Linked DNA regions of Mus musculus: regions 2 and 3 are each linked to region 1. A link is a contact called in public Hi-C and HiChIP or PLAC-seq data. All regions are on one chromosome and are shown on one strand. The core of a region is the stretch at or near the end of the contact, and the rest is flanking DNA. Distances in the headings are between cores, read along the strand shown.

Region 1 (3,187 bases), core at 516-3,015:
GTTCAGTATTTTATGATACTAGTTTTAACTAAATTTTTTAATAGTAATCTTTTTGAAGTCTTATTAAAACCTAATATACTGAAACGCGAACATTTTGCTTAATTTAGGAGAACACAAACTTCATTTCATCCCTGCCCTGATTGGGCCCTTTCTGGAAGTAACCTTGATACCCCAGCCAGATCTCCGGAATGTCATGATTCCTATTTTTCACGATATGATGGACTGGGAGCAAAGAAGGAGTGGCAACTTTAAACAGGTAGGCAGTATTGCTCATCAGGACTGACAGGGGGTGTCACTTCCCTGTCTGGCGTCTTCACAATTTCTCCATTCATCTCTCTGTGGAGAAATGAACACTGGTTCAATGGCCCCAGAACCAGGTGAACCCGTTCTCCCTGTACCACATAGCCTTGGATACATGCCTCTGGCTTTTTGTTGCCCTGAGCCTCCAGGGAAACCCTGGAATCCCATCTTATTCCTTTCACCAAAAACAAAATTCTTTGACATTCCAGATCTGTATTTAAGAATGTACAGAGAGGGTTGTTTGCTCCCAGCTGGCCGGGACTCAGAGGAACTGGAAGGTTAATGACTCTTTCAGCCATTGAGTTCTCAGTGGTCTGCACATTGTGTTTGCTGAATGGCTTAGCTCTGAGCATTTGATTCACAGTGTGTTTTATTGCTCTTAGCTTGGAGCAATGAAAATTAATTTGAAGGAGAAAGCAGTGGAAAATCTCACAAAGGAAATTCCAAGGGGATGAATCTATCGTTTCTTGCTGACTTCGGTTCTAATAGTGGTGCTCCAGTTTGAGGAAGACAGACATCCTGATTGCAAAATCAGATCTGTAAAGAATCAGCCACTTTTGCTGGTCCAAGTCTGTTGGGGGAAGTAGGAAAAACATGCTCTCACATATTGACTTCTCAAACTTGCTTACCCACAGGATGTGGCCCACCTCCATACTTCTCCACATGAGGCCTTCTTCAAACCTCAGAAAAGTGCTTGTCATCTGTATAAGCAATTTGATTGCATGCATAGACCTTTCCTATTGCCAAGAGTGTGGGCATTTCTCTTGTTATTCGTATATACATTTATTTTTAAGAAAGCTAATGGCTGAGTGAAAAGCTATGAACACACTGTGCTTGGTAGGGGGTCCCACTTTCCTTCCCTCTTATCTTTATCTCCTGATTGACATTTGCTTTAAAGAAATAACTGGGCTCAGTCCTTTGACAAAGTTGAATATTCGTCTCAAGCCCAAATTGCTTTAACACTGGCTAAAGGTTGTCATTTTCTCTTGCCTCGTTTAGATAAAGGGAAATTTTTCCCTTTCTGATATTCAAGTTATAAAGAATTTATGTCCTTGAAAATATAAATGTTTTGACTACAGTTTTCAGGAAATATGTCCTTTCACTCTCCTGCCGCTTACTGCTGACTTAGACTATTTCTGTGGCTCTACCATCTGTACATGGCTAGGATGGATTCTCAACTTCAGCAAAGATTTAGTGCAACCTCAAACTGTTTTAGGAAAGAAAACAGATAAAAAGCACATTTAAGATTTAAATTAATGTATTTGGGCATGCTAGTTTGCTGATGTTCTCAGATATAGTGATGTAAAAAAAAAAAAAGAAAAAGAAATGGGACTTGCCAGTTTTTATAGTCCCTAAAAGAAGAACCGAAACATTTAAATTGGGCTGCTAGCATTTATGTTGGGATCCCAGATAGATAGATGCTGTCCTTGGCAGCAGAAGAAGCTAGCTAGCCAGGAGTATGAAGTCATGTTGACTGCATCTAAATTAGTCCCCTAGAATTCCAAAGGGAGGCTTGCTATTAACCATGGCTGACAATGTCACTTTGACAAAGTGTATCACGGCTTTCCCCTGGCATAAAGAAATACATACCAATTTGCCTAAAAATCTTGCATGGGAAGTGGGAGGAAGGAGAGTGATATTTGGGTGTATTTCAGGTGGAGGCCAAGCTAATTGACAAATTGGACAGCCTGATGTCGGAGGGCAAAGGTGATGAAACGTACCGTGAGCTCTTCAACAGTATGTGAGTAATGTGTTTCTCTCCACTTGGTTCTATTCAGGACATCTGGTGTCGGTCCTGAGCCGTTCTGCACCACAGTAGACGAGAGCTACAGAGACAGCTTGGGTCTCATAGGAGAGCTTTGTCTTTGTGGAGTGTGAAATAAAGGATAATTGCCTACCTCTAGCAAGTGGATCTTATTATGTTGATGATTAGTTATGTCTCCTTATTTTAATCTCCGATTAGGACAGGTTGCCTATGTTACATAACAAAGCTCACTCTTTTCACGCTTGGTAATTTCAAGGGAAAATAAGGCCATTGTTATAAGATAATGATTTTAAAGAGAGTTATGAGTGGGAGAGGAGAAAAGTGTGTGATTATAACATTTGTATACAGTGTTTTCCAAAGTATGACTCTGGCTGATTTGCTGTTAGAAAATTAACTTCGTTTGTGCCTGATGATCAGCACCTGCTTCCATGCTGACCATTTTTTTTGGCTTGGGACTGTTAAATACTTCCCCAGTGCTGCTTATTAGATTGCCACCAAAGCAAGTCATTTCTAGTAAATTTGGTGTTTGGGATTTGCAAAGAGAATAGGAAAAAAAAAAAAAAAAAAAGAATGGAGTTCTAGGAAGGGACTTCTAGATGGTCCCAAGTGATCCAATGTGATCACAGTCTCAGGATGGATTGCTTGTATCAAGTATCATCTAACTGTAGGAATAGCCAGAGTTGAGGCATGATAATGTCTCAGCGCTTTGGGACTTCCCACCTGGCCTGTGGGTTTTTTTATGATCTTATAGATCTTAGTCATTTTGAACCTAGTATTTTTATAACGTATTTTTCTTTTAACCGAGAAGATTAGCACACTGAGTTTGGGGAAATGTTCTGATTTCTTTCAAGAGTGTAAAACTAATACATTTCTCTCCTAGAAAATACACCTGTGTTGGTATTAATGCCCAACCATCACCTAAGTGGCGCTCATAGCCAAGTGCAAGTCCAAGTTGACTTTACATTCATTAATTAGCAGCTGTGCAACTCTGGATGTGTGGGTTTTAAGAATGCTATCTTAAAACTGAAAGGTTTGACAATAGGTTGGGGAGTCTTCAGCTTGCCTGATTTATAGTCATTCTTGGAGCTTTCAGGAAAACTATGTAGAAAGGAAAAAGAAAGG
Region 2 (3,187 bases), core at 378-2,877, 320 kb before region 1:
GACACTCCCTAACCAATAATATATTTCTACTCTGACCTGGTGGCAATGCTTCTGGGATTCTCCTAGAAACACTTCCTCCCTTTTAGCAAACACCTGGCACCCTAAATGCGCATCGTAATCGCCAAAAGCTGTTTAGAATAACCTTTGAGGAGTTTGCTAAAGAAAAACAGACAGGTTTTAAAAGTTGCATTACATTTTGTCAGAGCTGCATGTCGTGTCTGGCGTTGCGGCGTCTCTCAGCTCACCTTTGTAGTTGATGGTGTTCGGATTCCATGTGCTCGTTTACCCCATCGGGATCTGTACAAGTGAATGATTTGGCAAGCTCCATTAAGTGACAGGTTTTTCTGTGATTCTGAGTAGAGTGGAAAAGAGCGAGCGCGATGAAGGAACTTGGGATGACCGAGGCAAAGGGAAAATGTTTCTTTTTTTTTTTTTCTTGGCGGCATGCAGACTGACACGATGGTGGAGAATGAGCTGAGAGTTCTACATTTGGATCGGCAGGCTGCAGGAAGTGAATGAAACTCATTTCCTCCAACAAGGCCACACTTTCGAATAACGACAGTCCCAATAAGCCTGTGGGGACAATTTTCCTTCAGACCATTTCAGTGGCCATAAAGGTCCTAGGGTACGGACATAGACAGACAGACAGACAGACAGACAGACAGACAGACAGACACACACACACACACACACAGATCATACTCACACATGCACACACACAGCAGATGTGGACTGGTGACCTATTGCTTCTGTGCTACCAATATAGCATGAAAAAAAGTTCAGCATTTCTTCTGAGCAGCTGTCTTTTCTTTCCCGTGGACAGTACTTCTGAGTCAATAAAGATCTGGATAGCCTCTAAGTGAGTCTTTGAAAAATTCTTTTATGTAAACCCATCTTTCTTATTGAGTTTGACATTTACAAGTTGATTTAACAAAGATGGTCAAATATGTAAAGCTAATGTGAGAAGAGCTCCCGCGGATGAGCAGATCTCTTTGCCCGGCCCCAGGCTAACTGCTTCAAAAGCATTATCAACTAATCTCACGAGGAAGCTTCTATTCTTCTCATCCCTGGATTACAGAAGAAATCCTGTGCTACAGGACGGTTCTTTGGTCCCTGGCTATACTACCCTGAACATGCCTGTTCTCTTCAGTGAGCTCATGGGTTGAGTGTGGGGTGAAGTGGCTGAGCTCCGGGTGCCTGACTGCCGAGTACCTTCTCTTCTACCTTGTTTCTTGTCTTGACTGACAGCTGGACAGATTGCGTGAGTCCCACCTGCTTTCCCTAGCTACTTATTCTGGCTCTGATTGGGTGCCCCAAGAGTGTGGCTGTGGAACAGTGATGGCTAGAATTAGAACTTGGCTAGCAGGAGAATTGTGTCCCCTCCTGTCAACCCCTTACCCCACTGGCCCTGTAACCTAAAGCAATTTAGGTCAGAGGAGGACCACAGCCCAGCTCTCGAGGCTGTTCACAATTTGATGACCAACATCTGTGCTGCAATTTCGTTCAAAAACAAACACACCCACCAGCAACAAACTTGTTTTTGTCTGTGTGCAGTTTCATCACCAAATACAGTGTTCTCAGAGCAGACACACTTGGTAGAGAGAGGAGCTAAGTACTCAGGAGACAGCTTACTGTAATGAGTCAGTTCCCATATTGTTACTGAGCAGGGTTTGGTGGTTAGTAGACTCTAGGGGGTAAAAATCACTGTAATTAAAATGAAGTAATTGGCAGGTTTGTGCAAAATACAGGATTTTCTGTTTTGATTCCAAAGAAGCCAAGTAAAAAGCATTGTATGTATAAGATTTTTTTCCAATATGCATTTCTATGCCAGGAAATTGAACTATTAAAATTGTTTGTATTGTTTTCAATAATGGGGAAGCTGTAATGAGAGAGAAGGCTGGCAGAATGGCATTTCTGCAAGAGAGAAGACAGAACCTCCCAGGCCTTTATTTGCACTAGAGTTTGACCACAGGGAACATGACAGGATCAAGTTAGAATCTTTGGATTTTCTGGACTCAGACAGGGTCTGATGGGAGTGTGCTGGGGGCTGTGGGGAGGCCTTCTGTTTCAGATCAATGGCTGTCCTTTCCCAGGAGGCCTTTTCTTCTCCACAAGAGAAAGGCCAGGCTCTGGCTCATCTCTCATCTTGCTGAGATGTGTTTTAGACTCTGGGGTTGGAAAAACACCTGGGCTCCAAACAGAGGAAAGATTGAAATCATGGTGCTTTTGTTGATGAAAATTAATGACGGTCACGACAGCATAACAAATACTTTTACAATTCAGGTGACATCCAATCCTTTATTTTCCAAAGTTGAAAGAGGACTAATTGAGTTGTCAGTTGATCATTAAAAATAATTTCGGTGATAGATCACTCTGAGATTTTTTTGGCATATGCCCCAGAAGTAATTCAAACCATTGAGGGAAATTATTATAGCCCACTTCAATTTCCATGTAGTTGTGTGAACACATTTTCTCTCAGCCTTTAGATTAGAGGAGGGGTCAAATAGGAAGCAATGGAAGCTCAGATTAGAGATATTTCTCTACTAGTCTGCATTTTAATTGGAGGAAGCACTTCATTTGTTTCATTAAGAGATGTATTTTTTAGTCTTTAAAAATTCTTTTACTTATTTATTTTTTGAAGCATACTCTTGCTATGCAGTTCAGGCTACCTTTAAACTCCCTATGCTCCTGAGCCAGTTTCTTAAGTATTAGGGTGATAGGCATGTACTACCACACCTCGTATTGTTTTGATTCATAATCATTTGTAAGATATGCTATATGATTGTTCATTATCTGAAATGAATAATAGATTTAAGCCAGTCCAAAGAAAGAGCTAATTAATGAGCCTTCTGGTTATGAGAAATTGTTAAAGTCACATTTGTGTATATATATGAGCATGTGTATGCATATGTATACATTCAGATGCACTTGTGCACAGGTGTGCAGGCCAGAAGACAATCTGGGGAGTCCTCCTTCAGATCACCTTCTTTTAAAAAAGATTCAGTTATTTTATTTATGTGTATGGCTAATTTGCTCACACGTGTGTCTGTGTACCATGTGTTGTGTGGATGCCTGGTGCCAGAGGAAGTCAGAAGAGGGCATTTGATCCCCTGGACCTGGAGAACTAGAGGCCTGGAGGTGTCATGTGGCCATGTGGGTGCTAGGAATCCAACCTGGCGTCTCTGCT
Region 3 (3,187 bases), core at 337-2,836, 290 kb before region 1:
GAGTGCTGACTTATTTCAACGGACACACTCTTTGCTTGAGCAAAGACATAGTGCTATAGTCAAGTGAGGAGCCGAGAAACATTTACCACAAAGAGCTAGCAGTGACACCCTCTTCCAGAGCCTGGCGTGTTCCTGCAGCTGCACCATCTTTTAATCCAGACACTAATGAATCATAAGGCCCTATTTATTGACATTGAAAAATCTCCATGGAGAGTTTCTATAAATCCACATGCCAAAAAGAGATGTGCAACAGGGAAAGACAAAGCGAAAGAGCATAGTTGAAAACCTGGATCCTGTCAGCCAACTTGTCTGCATTGATCCAAGCTCTGCAACTTAGCTACTCTGCGACCTTGACTAAGCTTGTCAACTTCTGCATGACTCAGTTTCCTTATATCTGGACAATGCAGTCATTAGCTACTACTTCATAGGCTGGACCTGAAGTACTGGCTTAATGTTTGCAATGTTTCTAGATGCCCAACATTGTATAAGCTGACTTGGATATGTTAAACATATGCTGACTATGGATAATGGGTGGTTTGTTGAGCTAGCTGGTGGTTGTGCTTTTGCATAAGATTAAAGTACATTGGCTAAAGAAATTACCTGAAGGATTCTATTAATGCACAGAATAATGGGTGCTTTGTATCTTTGTATAACATTTGACAATTTCATCAGACATTTTCACCTTTAACACAATATTTGTGTATTGATAATAATGTGAAACTACTTATTTAAAAAATATATGTCAGTTCCAAAGAATCAGATTTTGGGGCTACAATGGCGGAAATGGGGAATGTGTGGTGCATTGTCACTCAGTTGAATCTGACTCTAGGTTTGTAATGATGGTGAATGTAGAAATGGTACTTTAAGAAAGCTGAATCATTTTAGATTCTGGGAAGACATTTGTGGTAGGGCTATTACCACTCAAAGAAGGAGCCCACAGTTGGAGGGCCAGGCTCTCCAAATTCTGTTTGTGGTGGTGGTGGGGACCTATTCATTGTCGATAACCTCTCACTGAAATGTGACTTTCCTCAGTTTTACATGATGACAGCAAATCATGCTAGTATTTAGTATGTGAAATCATAGTACTTTTGAAATTTGCAATTCGTCCCTATAAGTTCTGCAAGTCAGCAGAGAAGCTCAAATATAACTATTTTGTAGTTTTCTTAATATTTTGATAGCTGTGTTTTATTTTGATTTTTTTTAAATGATTCTATAGCTTTTATGCTTTAAACAAACACGAAGACCTCAGCAGACAGATGAAGGGGATCTTGAGGGCAATATAAACTATTAAGGACCCCGTCTGTAAATCTGCTCAGTATTAGTGGGGCTCTTAGCTGTTTCTCTGGTACCGTCTCTGTCATGCCCTCCCTGTGCACTCTGGGGAGCAGGGGTGTGCTTCTGTGTGGCCGTGGATCATTTTGAGATGGAACTGGGCTATACTGCAGAAATGAAACGGCTTTGGTTATTTTTGTCTGTCGTTTTCACATCTTAAAGCTCTTTAGCTTTTCCGTGGCTCTCGTACAACACTGTCTCAGACAGACTTCCAGTGAAAAATGTTGATTCAGCCACAGTTTACTCGAAAGCTCGATGTTGTGAAAGTAAGGCGCAGAAAGCAGAGAACCCAGTGTCTGGAAGTGTGTTAGAGAGGCTGAGCATGTGCCCAGGAGCAGTGAGAGGCCCAAGGGAGAGCAGCCTGGGCGGCTAAACGGAGGAAGAGAAGGAGTGAGTCTGGTCGCATAAGCAGAAGATGGGGGAGTAATTAAATTGAGGCTTCCAAGCCTCTCTGGATGGAGGCTTCTGTTTATCAAAAGGTGCTTTCGCTCCTGGGAACTGTTCCTGTGTAGTTAAGGAAAGTGTTTTCACCCGCGTCTCCAACCTCTTCAATTCAGCACAGAGCTTTTGGCAATCAGGGCATGTCTCCTGGATTGAATCCTTGTCTTGGTTAGAGTTGTAGGCAGGATTTTCAGTGTGGGATGACTAGACGTTATAGTATTATGGTCGCTCATAGACATACCTGTGAGGGTATATTTGAGGGCATTTGGAGCAAAAGGGAAAAATATTTGCCATGAAAGTATGCTTAGGTGAATATCTTTTTACGGTAGAGTGTTGATTACTAAACCAAGGGGAAACGTAGAAAACGTATCTGGGCAGAATGGAAGTGGGATGCTTGTGCTGCTGTAGCCGAGCAATGTGTGCTTATAATGCAGTTCTAAAGAGTTTGGGAAGGGTAGCCTTAGTGAATAATAGACCATGTGAATCGTCATCTTCTTTCTTCTTAAAATTACATTCACTTCCCATGTATGTATGTATGTGGCAGTCAGAGAAGACCTTGTGGGAGTTGGTTCTCTTCTCTACTGTGTGTGTTCTGGGGATGGAATGTAGGACCTCTGGCTTGGCAGCAAGCACCTTTATTGAGGAACTCTCTCTGGACCTGAAGTAGAGCCTTGGTGTCCAGTATTGTGGTGCATGCTTACAATACCAATACTTAGGAGATAGTGGCAGCTTAGACGCTAGCTTGGGATACATGATGCTATGTCCTCCCAAACCAATATACCAAATACCAATACTTAGGAGATAGTGGCAGCTTAGACGCTAGCTTGCGATACATGATGCTATGTCCTCCCAAACCAAAACTCAGACCTGGCTAAAATGCATTGCTTATCCATGTGTGTTTCTAAAGAGTATCTTCAACTTGAATCCCATGTTATTTAAACTAGGGATACAACCATATGTATAAACATTATTAAACAAGAAGGAGCTGTCTTTATACTTTAATAACTGAGTGTGTTGTTTACTGTATGTTATTAAGAGTTCTGCTTTGTTAAAATACATATATTTCCATTATATATCATTTGTGAATTGATGTATTTGGAACTTTTAAGAGATAATTCTTCTCCTATTATTTATTTAATAACTCAGAGAACCCAGGCCTCTGTCAGAGCAGTCGGTGCCCTTAAGCACTGAGTCATCTCCCCAGCCCCGAGTCTGTTTATTTATTTTGTCTTCTAAGTAGCTAAGTTCTGTGACTTGAGTGCTGTGGCCTGGACTTGAGAAGTCAGACCAAAATATCATTTCCATGCAAAAATCCTCCTCTTGAGTATATTTCTGTCTAGAGGTACACAGACCAGGGCTTACTACGGTAATGATGAAATTGGGTGAGCCTGAAGGAAATATAAAAACCCTGCTT

What was found. Hi-C and Micro-C count contacts between places; a contact is called where the count stands out from the background. HiChIP or PLAC-seq counts read pairs in DNA pulled down with a chosen protein or histone mark.
Region 2: a contact with region 1 is called in an H3K4me3 HiChIP or PLAC-seq map of bone marrow-derived macrophages, with 4 times the contacts expected there. The contact joins two enhancer-like sites. A contact is called at or near these places in 1 of 15 datasets of contacts at CTCF or cohesin (the NIH/3T3 cell line), 1 of 484 Hi-C or Micro-C datasets (uterus), 2 of 115 datasets of contacts at active chromatin or transcription factors (bone marrow-derived macrophages and fibro-adipogenic progenitors) and 2 of 9 other capture datasets (adipose tissue and liver).
Region 3: a Hi-C map of cortical neurons shows a contact between it and region 1, with 1.8 times the contacts expected there. The contact joins two enhancer-like sites. A contact is called at or near these places in 2 of 484 Hi-C or Micro-C datasets (cerebral cortex and cortical neurons), 1 of 115 datasets of contacts at active chromatin or transcription factors (embryonic stem cells) and 1 of 9 other capture datasets (liver).

Annotation. Positions count from the first base shown.
Region 1 is chr12:40,788,121-40,791,307 of GRCm38.p6, forward strand. It overlaps Dock4 (dedicator of cytokinesis 4), which reads left to right. Exons shown (of 53, transcript NM_172803.2): 31 at 108-256; 32 at 1,956-2,041. Among named protein-coding and RNA genes, the nearest start is that of Immp2l, 230 kb to the right of the region's middle. Within about 2 kb of position 1,766, at least 71 of the 459 cell types and tissues checked have an H3K27ac peak or open chromatin away from gene starts, as enhancers often do. A contact at or near this core is called in bone marrow-derived macrophages and cortical neurons, where this site is marked.
Region 2 is chr12:40,472,289-40,475,475 of GRCm38.p6, forward strand. All of the region lies in intron 1 of Dock4 (dedicator of cytokinesis 4), which reads left to right. Among named protein-coding and RNA genes, the nearest start is that of Dock4, 28 kb to the left of the region's middle. Within about 2 kb of position 1,628, at least 23 of the 459 cell types and tissues checked have an H3K27ac peak or open chromatin away from gene starts, as enhancers often do. A contact at or near this core is called in bone marrow-derived macrophages, where this site is marked.
Region 3 is chr12:40,494,960-40,498,146 of GRCm38.p6, forward strand. All of the region lies in intron 1 of Dock4 (dedicator of cytokinesis 4), which reads left to right. Among named protein-coding and RNA genes, the nearest start is that of Dock4, 50 kb to the left of the region's middle. Within about 2 kb of position 1,587, at least 20 of the 459 cell types and tissues checked have an H3K27ac peak or open chromatin away from gene starts, as enhancers often do. A contact at or near this core is called in cortical neurons, where this site is marked.